Linked DNA regions of Mus musculus: regions 1 and 2 are each linked to region 3. The links are chromatin contacts, called in public Hi-C and promoter capture Hi-C maps. All regions are on one chromosome and are shown on one strand. The core of a region is the stretch at or near the end of the contact, and the rest is flanking DNA. Distances in the headings are between cores, read along the strand shown.

Region 1 (2,931 bases), core at 354-2,853, 450 kb after region 3:
CCACTGTTCTTTTGGAACAGCAACAAGAGCAGAATAGGAAAGAAAAGGCCTCTGGAATTTCTACAATGTATCCAAGTCACTTTAAAGACCAGAGTGCATTGCGGCACAGGACTTTAATCCCAGCACTCGGGAGGCAGAGGCAGGCGGATTTCTGAGTTCGAGGCTAGCCTGGTCTACAAAGTGAGTTCCTGGACAGCCAGGGCTATACAGAGGAAACCCTGTCTCGAAAAACCAAAAAAAAAAAAAAAAAAAAAAAAAAAAGACCAGAGTTCTGCCTCCCCTGAGGGCCACCTGCCTCCTCTCTGCCCTCTGTACAGTGTCTTTTACTCTTAACCCTGATTCTCCACCTTTAACCTTCCTTATCTCAGCTGGAGTGAAGACCCAGGGCACACGTCCATCCAGGCAGTGTTTGCTTTGGCCACACCCACAGAGACCAGTGAAGACAACTGGGCTGTCAGTGCCCTCGACGATGGCAGATGGGTATTTTAATGGCAAGGAAAGAGAGAATAATAGATACTTCTCTTGACCTGGTGAAATCCAAGATGATTGTTAGGAGGTGGCACCTTGGAGGTGTCAGGTGGTAATAGCTAACCGGAGCACCGTGGCCTTCTACCACAATCCACCATTAAAGAAGAGCCATCCATGAGCCATGATAGACACCGGACATACTTGGACGTCCAAGACCTCAGAACTGGGAGCAGTATCTTTCTGTGTATGAGCCTTCAGTCTAAAGTGTCTTGCGACACACAGCAGTTCAAACCAACTGGCCTTTAGCTGGACTCCTTGGAGGCAGGGGCATTAGTCTCTTTCTACTTACCATCTGCTTTCTCATTTGCTGTGAGGCCTCAGTTTCCCTTCACATAGGATTCCCCATGGGACCACTTTGCCTGACTGGTTGGGGCTTCTTCTAATGACAAGTGTACCCCTTTCATGGCTTGCCTCATGAGAGCCACCTGGGCCACCTCTTTGGATTCTACTTTTTAGAATGCCAATCATTAGAAATATTGGCAGGGGGAGGAATGGCTTTGAAACCCACATTTTATGACAATAGTCAAAGGTTTGTAGACTCATTAAACTACCGCAGTGCCCTGAAAAGCAACACTTGTATGACTTTTGGAGAGAGGCCCCTCACTAAAGGGGCCAGTGAGGAAATAGGGCTCCCCCGAAACCGCTAACTCACGTTGAGTGGAATCTTTGTGACTTTGCTCTGGTCCTACAGCCCCACCTGTCACTTAGATCTTCCAGAGTCAGGGAGCTGGCTCGGGCACCCATGAATCAGAAGAGTAAAGTACACCCAGGGCCGTGGCACAAGGGCCCTCGGCAAGGGTAAGACCATTGGTGAATAGAACTTTTCCTTTAGACTGACTTCAAAGGAACAAGAAGCCAGCAGCCCTTCTGTGCAGCCCTTTCATGGTCTTGGTGCTCTTGGGGTGGGGGTGAGGTTGCTTTGGGCTGGGCAGGGGGTTTCAAGTGTGAGTCTATGTGTAAGTGAGCAGTGTGAGCACCGGCAGAGTGTGGCCTTCAAGCAGCTGTTCGGGCCTTCACCCTACCCCATCCACCCACGGGGAGCGCGGCGTCCCCGCCTCTCTCTACCCCTGGGTAAGCCTGGGGCGAATGCGCCTCTGGTCAGCTCCCCCCCTGCGCTTGCAAAGCGACCCCCGTGAGCCCCGGGTTCAAAGGCCCAGCGCGGCAGTTCCAGCCCCTCGGAGGGGCGGGGAGGCGAAGGGGGTGGTGCGGGAGCCAGAAAAGCCTGAGCCACAGCCGGCCAGCCCTGCGCAGGGATGGGCAGCGCGCTCTGAAAGTTCGTGACCGCCTCAGCCAAGTAACTCTGAGCCGGGACGCGCAGCTCAGGCAGCGACAGGACTCGAAAGCTGTAGCCAGTCTCACTACCCTTTTGCGGTCACAAGCGGCCACCCTCCAGGCCCGGTGCTCCCGCGCCTGATCGGGGTTCATGGAGCCGGGGCTGTGGCTCCTTCTCGGGCTCACAGTGACCTCCGCTGCAGGTAAGCGGGAGGGGCGGGGCGGCGCTCCTCTCCACGCGGGAGTGCACACAAAAGGAAGCCAGGCGCGGGTCTGTGTTGCGGGGAAGCTGATAAGTCTGGCTTTACACCCTGAAGTCTCCCAGGGGCGGGTAGAAGGGCCTGAAGACATAGCGATAACTTCCACTGGGTCTGGGGGTTTTCAGTTTGGGAGACTTTCTTTGGGCACTTTTCAGAGACTATACAAAAATTTTTTTGAGTTTTACCCAGTGAAGAACAAATAGCTTTCAGATTTCACAGGGACTGCAATAACTCTCAAGTTTTTACTGAATGTGCACGGAGCTTTGTAAACTTTTTAAGGCATTTGGCTTAGTTTGGAGACTTGGGGAAAATGCAACCAGCCTCCTCCAGACATTGCAGAAGTTTGGTTGAGTCTCATTCTGGTTTGGGGGGCGGGGTAGTGGGTGCCAAGAACTCTGTGTCAGCAGCTTAGGAGCCCTTCAATCCTCCTCCTGCAGGACTTGTGCCTTGCCCCCAGTCTGGGGACTCTGGCAGAGCCAGTGTGTCCCAGGGTCCCCCTGAAGCTGGATCAGAGAGGGGCTGTGAAGAGACTGTGGCTGGCCCTGGTGAGAGGATTGTGTCCCCAACAGTTGCACTGCCTGCACAGCCTGAAAGCGCTGGGCAGGAACGGGCACCAGGCAGGTCTGGGAAACAAGAGGACAAGGGGCTGCCTGCACACCACCGCCCTCGCCGCTGCACGTGCTTCACTTACAAGGACAAGGAGTGTGTCTACTATTGCCACCTGGACATCATCTGGATTAACACTCCTGAGTGAGTTGGCCTAGGGGTTTGGGGGAGGAGTGTGGCTCTGTGCCAGGCCTAAGGCTTCAGGGGTTTTTGCTCAGACCTCAGCCCACCTCATTCAGATCCCTGAATCTACCACAGTGCAGCA
Region 2 (2,955 bases), core at 343-2,842, 500 kb after region 3:
CACAAGTGGTGCCACCCACATTTAGGGAGGTTCTTCCCACTTTAAATAATGTAATTAAGAAAGTCCCTCTCAGCAGTGTTCAGGGGGTGTGTTTTGGTTGATTGCAAATAGATAACCAAAATAAGCCATTGCAGGTAGTTGTGAGCATTGTTTGTGGTCTGGCTTTACCCTGAGTCACTCACCCTTATCAGAGATCAGAAGCAGGGCACAGAGGTCTGAACTGAGAGGAAGGGCTGACACTCGACAATGCCTGTTCTGGCTCTGAAGACAAATGCCACCTGGGTGTGAATTACGGACAGCTGCTAGGACCTGATCAGGCCCTAAGGGACTGCCAGCAAAGACTTCAACCTCAGTCTTGTGACCCAAGTCAATAGAATGCTCAGATTCCCATTCTTCCCAGCAGACTCCAAGAGCATCACAGCAGGGCTGGAGAGCCAATGAGTTAAGTGTTCGTGTGGACTGTGACCTTCACAGCGTGAGCGGATTCTTCACTGTTGTTTCAAGCCACTGAAGGCTGGACAATGTGTTAGAGTGCATAGGTAGATGTTGATGTCACAAGACCTAAATTCACAGCTAAGGTTTAGGACCCTGACAGGGGTTCCATTGGAATGGGTGGCCTGTGCATTCACGCAGAACCTGGTTCTGAGGTATCCTCACACTAGGCTTGTTCTTCACTATGGTGTCCATAATTTTGGGCAAAGACCCCCTACACTTTCATTTTGTACGGGACCTGCAAATGCAGTGGCCTGTACTGCTTGTAAGGAAGCATGTGTGCATACCTGCTGATCTGTGCTCAGCAGAAAGAGAAGGGTTTCCCACCAGATGGCCATTGTGATAAGGATTGCTCTTGGAGATATGTGATAGCATAGGGTCTAGAGGAGGGGAGCCAGTGGAACTGATGCCCCTGTCTTTGTGACTGGAAAGGCAGCCAAGAAAGTCAGAGGTGCCAAGCAGCAACAATAGCTGGTGCAAAGGCCCTGTGGTCAGGAGGTGCAAAAGCCCTGTGGCCAGGAGGTGCACAGACCAAATGGTGCTGAATGTTTATGATGCAGTGGTCACAGAGACAGAACTGTGGGTGACCTGCTGGTTGTAGAAGATGGGGAGCAAGCCAGGCAATGGAAAGGGGTCAGGGTGCAACCTTGGAATGCAGGGGAAGCTATGCAGGAGAGATTTCAATAGAACTCGCAGGTGTGGAAGAGTAAAGAGGTGTTTGCGTCACCAAGATGAGGGCTTTGTCCTAGGATCTAGGGTTCTTGCTTTGGGGTGATGGCTGAACCTAAGATGAAGGTTCAAAAGAAAGGACACGTTGACATCAGTGTCTCACACCTGCCCATCTGTGAGGAGTATTATCTCTTCAAAGGGGCTTTAATAACAGTGTGTTGTTCTGTGACTGACAATGCCTGGGGCAGGGTCCCTGGACTAAAGAAGATGTGAGTCTCTCTTGTCTTAGCCCTCGTCTGACTGATACACCCTTTGGTGGTCAGAAAAGCTATGCTTTTGAGAATTAACTTCCAATGTAAACCATCCTGGTACAGATGGTCTCCCCTCCCTTGTTGTTTCAAGATTAATGAGATCAGATTGGGGGTGGGGCAGCTGTAGGTTGACAGCTTCCAGATGTGGGGTCAGAGCCTGTTGGATTCCAGAGCCAGCCAAACAATGATCCATCTAGAGACTTTCTTAATGGCATCAAGTCGAGTGGCAAATGGACAGGCCAGCGGCCCAGCACATCTGATGGATGATATATTCTGAAGCAGAGAGACCCCCGAATAGAGTCTGAGCCCCCTCTGCTACTATCCCGTGTGTTGTGGAATGTGGTCCTCCAAGCACAACGGCCCATCAGATGGACTATGGCTGCTGGGCTCCATGATTGATCGGATTTGTTGACTGTTGATATTTCCTGGGGGGCGGGGGGAGGGGTTGAGGTCATTGGATCCTCACCTGAGTCTGCAGCCACGCTTCTTAGTCTTTTGTACAAAATGTTGTCCTAATTGCCCATGGCCTGGGTGTCTCGGGAGATGCTAGGGTACATAGTCTGGAGAGGGTCAGAGGAAGAAAGCTGCCCTCCTTGCTGGATGAAGACTGGGAGGTGTGCCTGCTTTAGCATCCCCCACGCTCCTGCAGGCAACTTCTCTCTCACACAAACACTACAGACACATAGTTTCCCCAAGACAAACTTTATGGAACAAACACTGCCTTGTGATTGGGTGGAATAGACATTATTTATGTCTGCAGGGTTCTGGAAATCCCAAAGAAATGGTGTGGGGCAGAGTTTCCAATACTTAGGCAACATTAGGGCCAGAGAGGCAAGTGACTTAGGCAAGTGATAGGTTTGCTGACCTCCAGATTCTACTTCAGCATCCTGATGGCCTTCAGGATTTAAAAAACAAAACAAAACAAAACAAAACAACAACAAAAAACAGCTATTTGATGAGCCACTGAGGTTGAAACACAAATTCAAATCAGGATATTTGATGACACAAACCATGACAGCAGCTCATTGCCTGAATGTGAAGCCTTATGGAAGCCCATGTCTGGTCCTGCCACATGCAAGAAGAGATGGCAAGAGTGTTGTCATCTCTTGGGAGAGCTGATGGGTGCTGAATCCCCCTTCTTCAGTTCCTCCACAGGAGGGTTAGGATCTCTTGCAATTTATCCCCAGAGCCTGGCTGTCTGGGGGTTTCCAGAGTCATCCCTCACACCTGTGTGTGGGTGTGTCACCACTGGTGTCTTTCTCTCATTGTCCTACCATACTTCCTGTCTTGAGTCATGTTTCTGGTCCTCTGGATGCTGCCTCTACAAGGCACTCTTCCCTTGCTTCGGTCCTAGCCCACTCAGCTCCCCGAGCCTATGACACCCTTCCCTTTCCTCGGGCCTCACACACCCAGGCAGATCTGGCCTGAATGAGGTCAGTGCTCTGAGAAGGAGATCACCACGAGGCCCCAGGAGGAAAACAAC
Region 3 (2,878 bases), core at 361-2,860:
AGCTCCCAGCGGGAGGAAGGAAGGAAGAGCCTGATTGCCTTAAGTAGAAAAGGGAGCCCATCTCATTTGCACCCCAAGTTCACAGCAGGAGGGAGGAAACAAAAGGTCCTGGGGCATTTTACCTGTTTGTTCTTTTCCTGTTCTCTCTCTCTTCTTGTTTTATTTTTCTTTTCATTTTCAGATTTTTTTCTTTTAAAGTAGGATCTTTTTCTAGGGAGAACCTTTCTGAGCCAGAATTTATAAAATACATATATACTTTAAAGGAAAGAAGGGAGCCCACTGTTTAGGGCTGGGAAGTAGGAAAATCGAAACAAAGGAGGGCTGTTCAGAACTGGCTGGCAGATGGCGCTCCGAGTTTACAATTGAGAGCCTGGTGTTAGAAAATTCAAGCCTGCGCCTGCTTCAGGCAGCCCCCTCCCTTTATCTTCCTTCCCAGGGACGTAGCTCCGCCCCAGGCCTAAGAATGTGTTGTTTTGGGTTTTTTTTGTTGTTGTTGTTGCTTTTTGTTTAAGGTTTCAGGACAGCAATTGATATCTGGTGACAAGTATCCCCACTTTGTAGACCTTAGGAGGTCAGAAAGATAAAATACAGTGGGGTGCAAACCTGGAAGCCCCTTCTCTCCCCCCCGCTTTGGCTTTCTGTGTAACAGTGCTAAGCTCTCCTTCTGCCAGGAACAGTTCTGAGACCCTAAACATCCTTCTGTCTTTTGGGGAAAAGGTTGGGGGTGGGGTTCTTTCCCAGTTTAGAATCTTTTAATTCTGTTAGGAGAACTTTTAAATAGAAGGTGTTGGTTAGCATCTCTGCTCCCCCCAGGTATAACACACACACACACACACACACTCTCTCTCTCTCTCTCTCTCTCTCTCTCTCTCTCTCACACACACACACACACACACCTTTGTCCTTACCAAAATGGCAGGTGGTGTAGGAAAAACATCTTAGGCCATCTTTTGTCCTTTAACAAATGACTATTTCTGGGTCCCCTGCCTGGAGCTATCTTGTGTAGCAGCAGAGGTCACAAAGTTCATCCCTTTTCACCCAGCCAAGGGCTGGAAAAGAAATGCATACATAAGGACTAGGTCCCAAAGACAGTGCTTTGTACTTGCCCTGATCCCACTGCCCTGCCTCCTCCACAGCTACTGAGGAAGGTACATGGGCCTTCCTAGAAGGGGCTGCAGACTCTGCTGGGAACTTACCCTCGGCCACTAAGGCCAGCCTTAGTACTTCATTCTCCATAGCTTCTTCTATTTCTCTTCTAAAATGTAACAATCAGAGAAATAAGATACAAAATATTAGTTCAGGCTAACATTTCTGTACTCTGCTAGTCAATTCTTTTCAAACTTTGTTACAACTTTCCTTCTCTCTTGCCCGCTTTTGTTTATCTTTTGTTTTCTTTTCCTGAAGGTTTAAAAGGGTGTTTTTTTCCATTTCTTTTCTTTCTTTCCTTCTTTCTTTTCTTTTTCTTTTTCTTTCTTTCTTTTTTGATTCTTTACCCCCACTTTCAGGGCTTCTGATATGTGAACTTCAAGGCTGTCCCCAGGTGTTAGTGATATGGGTATAGGTAAGCAGCCTGTTCTAGTACCGATGGGCCTACCCACCAGAGGTCAGCAAAGAGCTCAGAATAGCTGGGTCTGCTTGCAAATGTGGGAACTGGTAGAATTCTCTAGATCAAATGTAGACAACCTAAACAGAAAACCGCCCCATATTTCAAAGGTGGGGGTGGGTGGGGAGGAGGGATCATCCTGTCTTGGGTCCCTGGGCACTTAGTTTGAACACACTGGAGGGGATGAAGTTTTGATCTGCTGTGATTTGATGGCGTTCTTTCTCAGACCAACTCCAAGCACACAAATCCTTGCCTTAACAGGTACCTCACCCTCCTAGAGCCCCTAATCCCGTCTGGGGACACAATGCCCACTTTCACTTCCCACAGGACTGAAAACTTTCCCATGCCTCAGAGTTGGCCTGGCCCTTTTTCTTTTAGGAGTAATGTTATTGTTAAAATGAAGTCATAAGATTATAACCCCGCCCCTAGCCCTGACCCCCAGCCCCAAACCTCACTCCAGCCCCTGCCCTGTTGTGAGTGTCCTTATCTCTGGCTCCTCACCCAGATGTGTAGCTAAGAAGTATTTATTAACCATGGGTCCCAGGGTTCTTTATTTGGCTTCCCCCACCCCAGGCGTATGTACAGAGGCCAGTTCCCTCCTTCTGCCATCTCTTCACAGATCCTTGACTTAGTTTAACCTTCTCACTCTGGTAGGAAACAGGGGAAAGGAGTCTGGATTCCTCTCCCCCCCTTGCTTCCTTTTTTTCTGAGCTTTTGAAGTCTATGGGGCCTTAAGAACTACTTGTCAGTAAGATCACTTCCCTTAGCTAGTTCTTTATTGTTGGGTGGTGGGAGGGAAAGGGGAGAGAGGGGTACAAAGGGCATGAGAAAAAGAAGCCCCAGAATGATGTATGAGAAGAAGAGTCAAGCCAAGGGAGAGGAGAGAGAGCAGAAGTAAAGACTTTGCCATGTCAGTGCTCTAGTCCAGATGAAGTCCCTGCCCTAGGGAAACTTCAAGTCTTGGAGAACATCAGGGTTTCGAGTAGTGATCGCTGCCCAAGCAGAGATGGACGGCTATCAGTGAACAGGAATTGAGCACATCGAGGCTTGGCTGGGCTTAATTAAACAAGGAGGAAGAAAAGAGAAGGCTCAGAGGGTGACTAGATTTCAAGACCCACTTGGGAAAGCAGCAACCAGGAGGCTGGTGGTGGATCCAGGATGTCACCATGGCCCTGTGGGGTCTGGCCACTGGCTTCTCTGTCCCAACAGGCCCCATTTGCTTTCTTCAGAGTTTCTTACCTGAATCCAAATGATTTTGTTTAATTGTCACGTTAG

What was found. Promoter capture Hi-C pulls out the DNA fragments that hold promoters and counts their contacts. Hi-C and Micro-C count contacts between places; a contact is called where the count stands out from the background.
Region 1: a promoter capture Hi-C map of neural stem cells shows a contact between it and region 3. The contact joins the promoter of Edn3 here to the enhancer-like site in region 3. A contact is called at or near these places in 16 of 39 promoter capture datasets (the 3T3-L1 cell line, the HPC-7 cell line, cranial neural crest and 10 more), 9 of 484 Hi-C or Micro-C datasets (the HPC-7 cell line, LSK cells, bone marrow-derived macrophages and 5 more), 12 of 115 datasets of contacts at active chromatin or transcription factors (T-cell acute lymphoblastic leukemia, craniofacial prominence, embryonic basal ganglia and 8 more) and 2 of 9 other capture datasets (embryonic stem cells and macrophages).
Region 2: a Hi-C map of the N1E-115 cell line shows a contact between it and region 3, with 4 times the contacts expected there. The contact joins two enhancer-like sites. A contact is called at or near these places in 4 of 39 promoter capture datasets (cranial neural crest, liver, maxillary cranial neural crest and 1 more), 2 of 484 Hi-C or Micro-C datasets (the HPC-7 cell line and the N1E-115 cell line) and 7 of 115 datasets of contacts at active chromatin or transcription factors (craniofacial prominence, embryonic basal ganglia, embryonic hindbrain and 4 more).

The regions. Positions count from the first base shown.
Region 1 is chr2:174,759,016-174,761,946 of GRCm38.p6, forward strand. It overlaps Edn3 (endothelin 3), which reads left to right and starts at 1,604. Exons shown (of 5, transcript NM_007903.5): 1 at 1,604-2,003; 2 at 2,498-2,810. The coding sequence starts at 1,952.
Region 2 is chr2:174,807,904-174,810,858 of GRCm38.p6, forward strand. No RefSeq gene overlaps it. Among named protein-coding and RNA genes, the nearest start is that of Gm14616, 47 kb to the right of the region's middle. Within about 2 kb of position 1,593, at least 18 of the 459 cell types and tissues checked have an H3K27ac peak or open chromatin away from gene starts, as enhancers often do. A contact at or near this core is called in the HPC-7 cell line and the N1E-115 cell line, where this site is marked.
Region 3 is chr2:174,310,716-174,313,593 of GRCm38.p6, forward strand. All of the region lies in intron 1 of Gnas (GNAS (guanine nucleotide binding protein, alpha stimulating) complex locus), which reads left to right. Among named protein-coding and RNA genes, the nearest start is that of Gnas, 14 kb to the left of the region's middle. Within about 2 kb of position 1,611, at least 36 of the 459 cell types and tissues checked have an H3K27ac peak or open chromatin away from gene starts, as enhancers often do. A contact at or near this core is called in the HPC-7 cell line, the N1E-115 cell line, embryonic stem cells and 2 more, where this site is marked.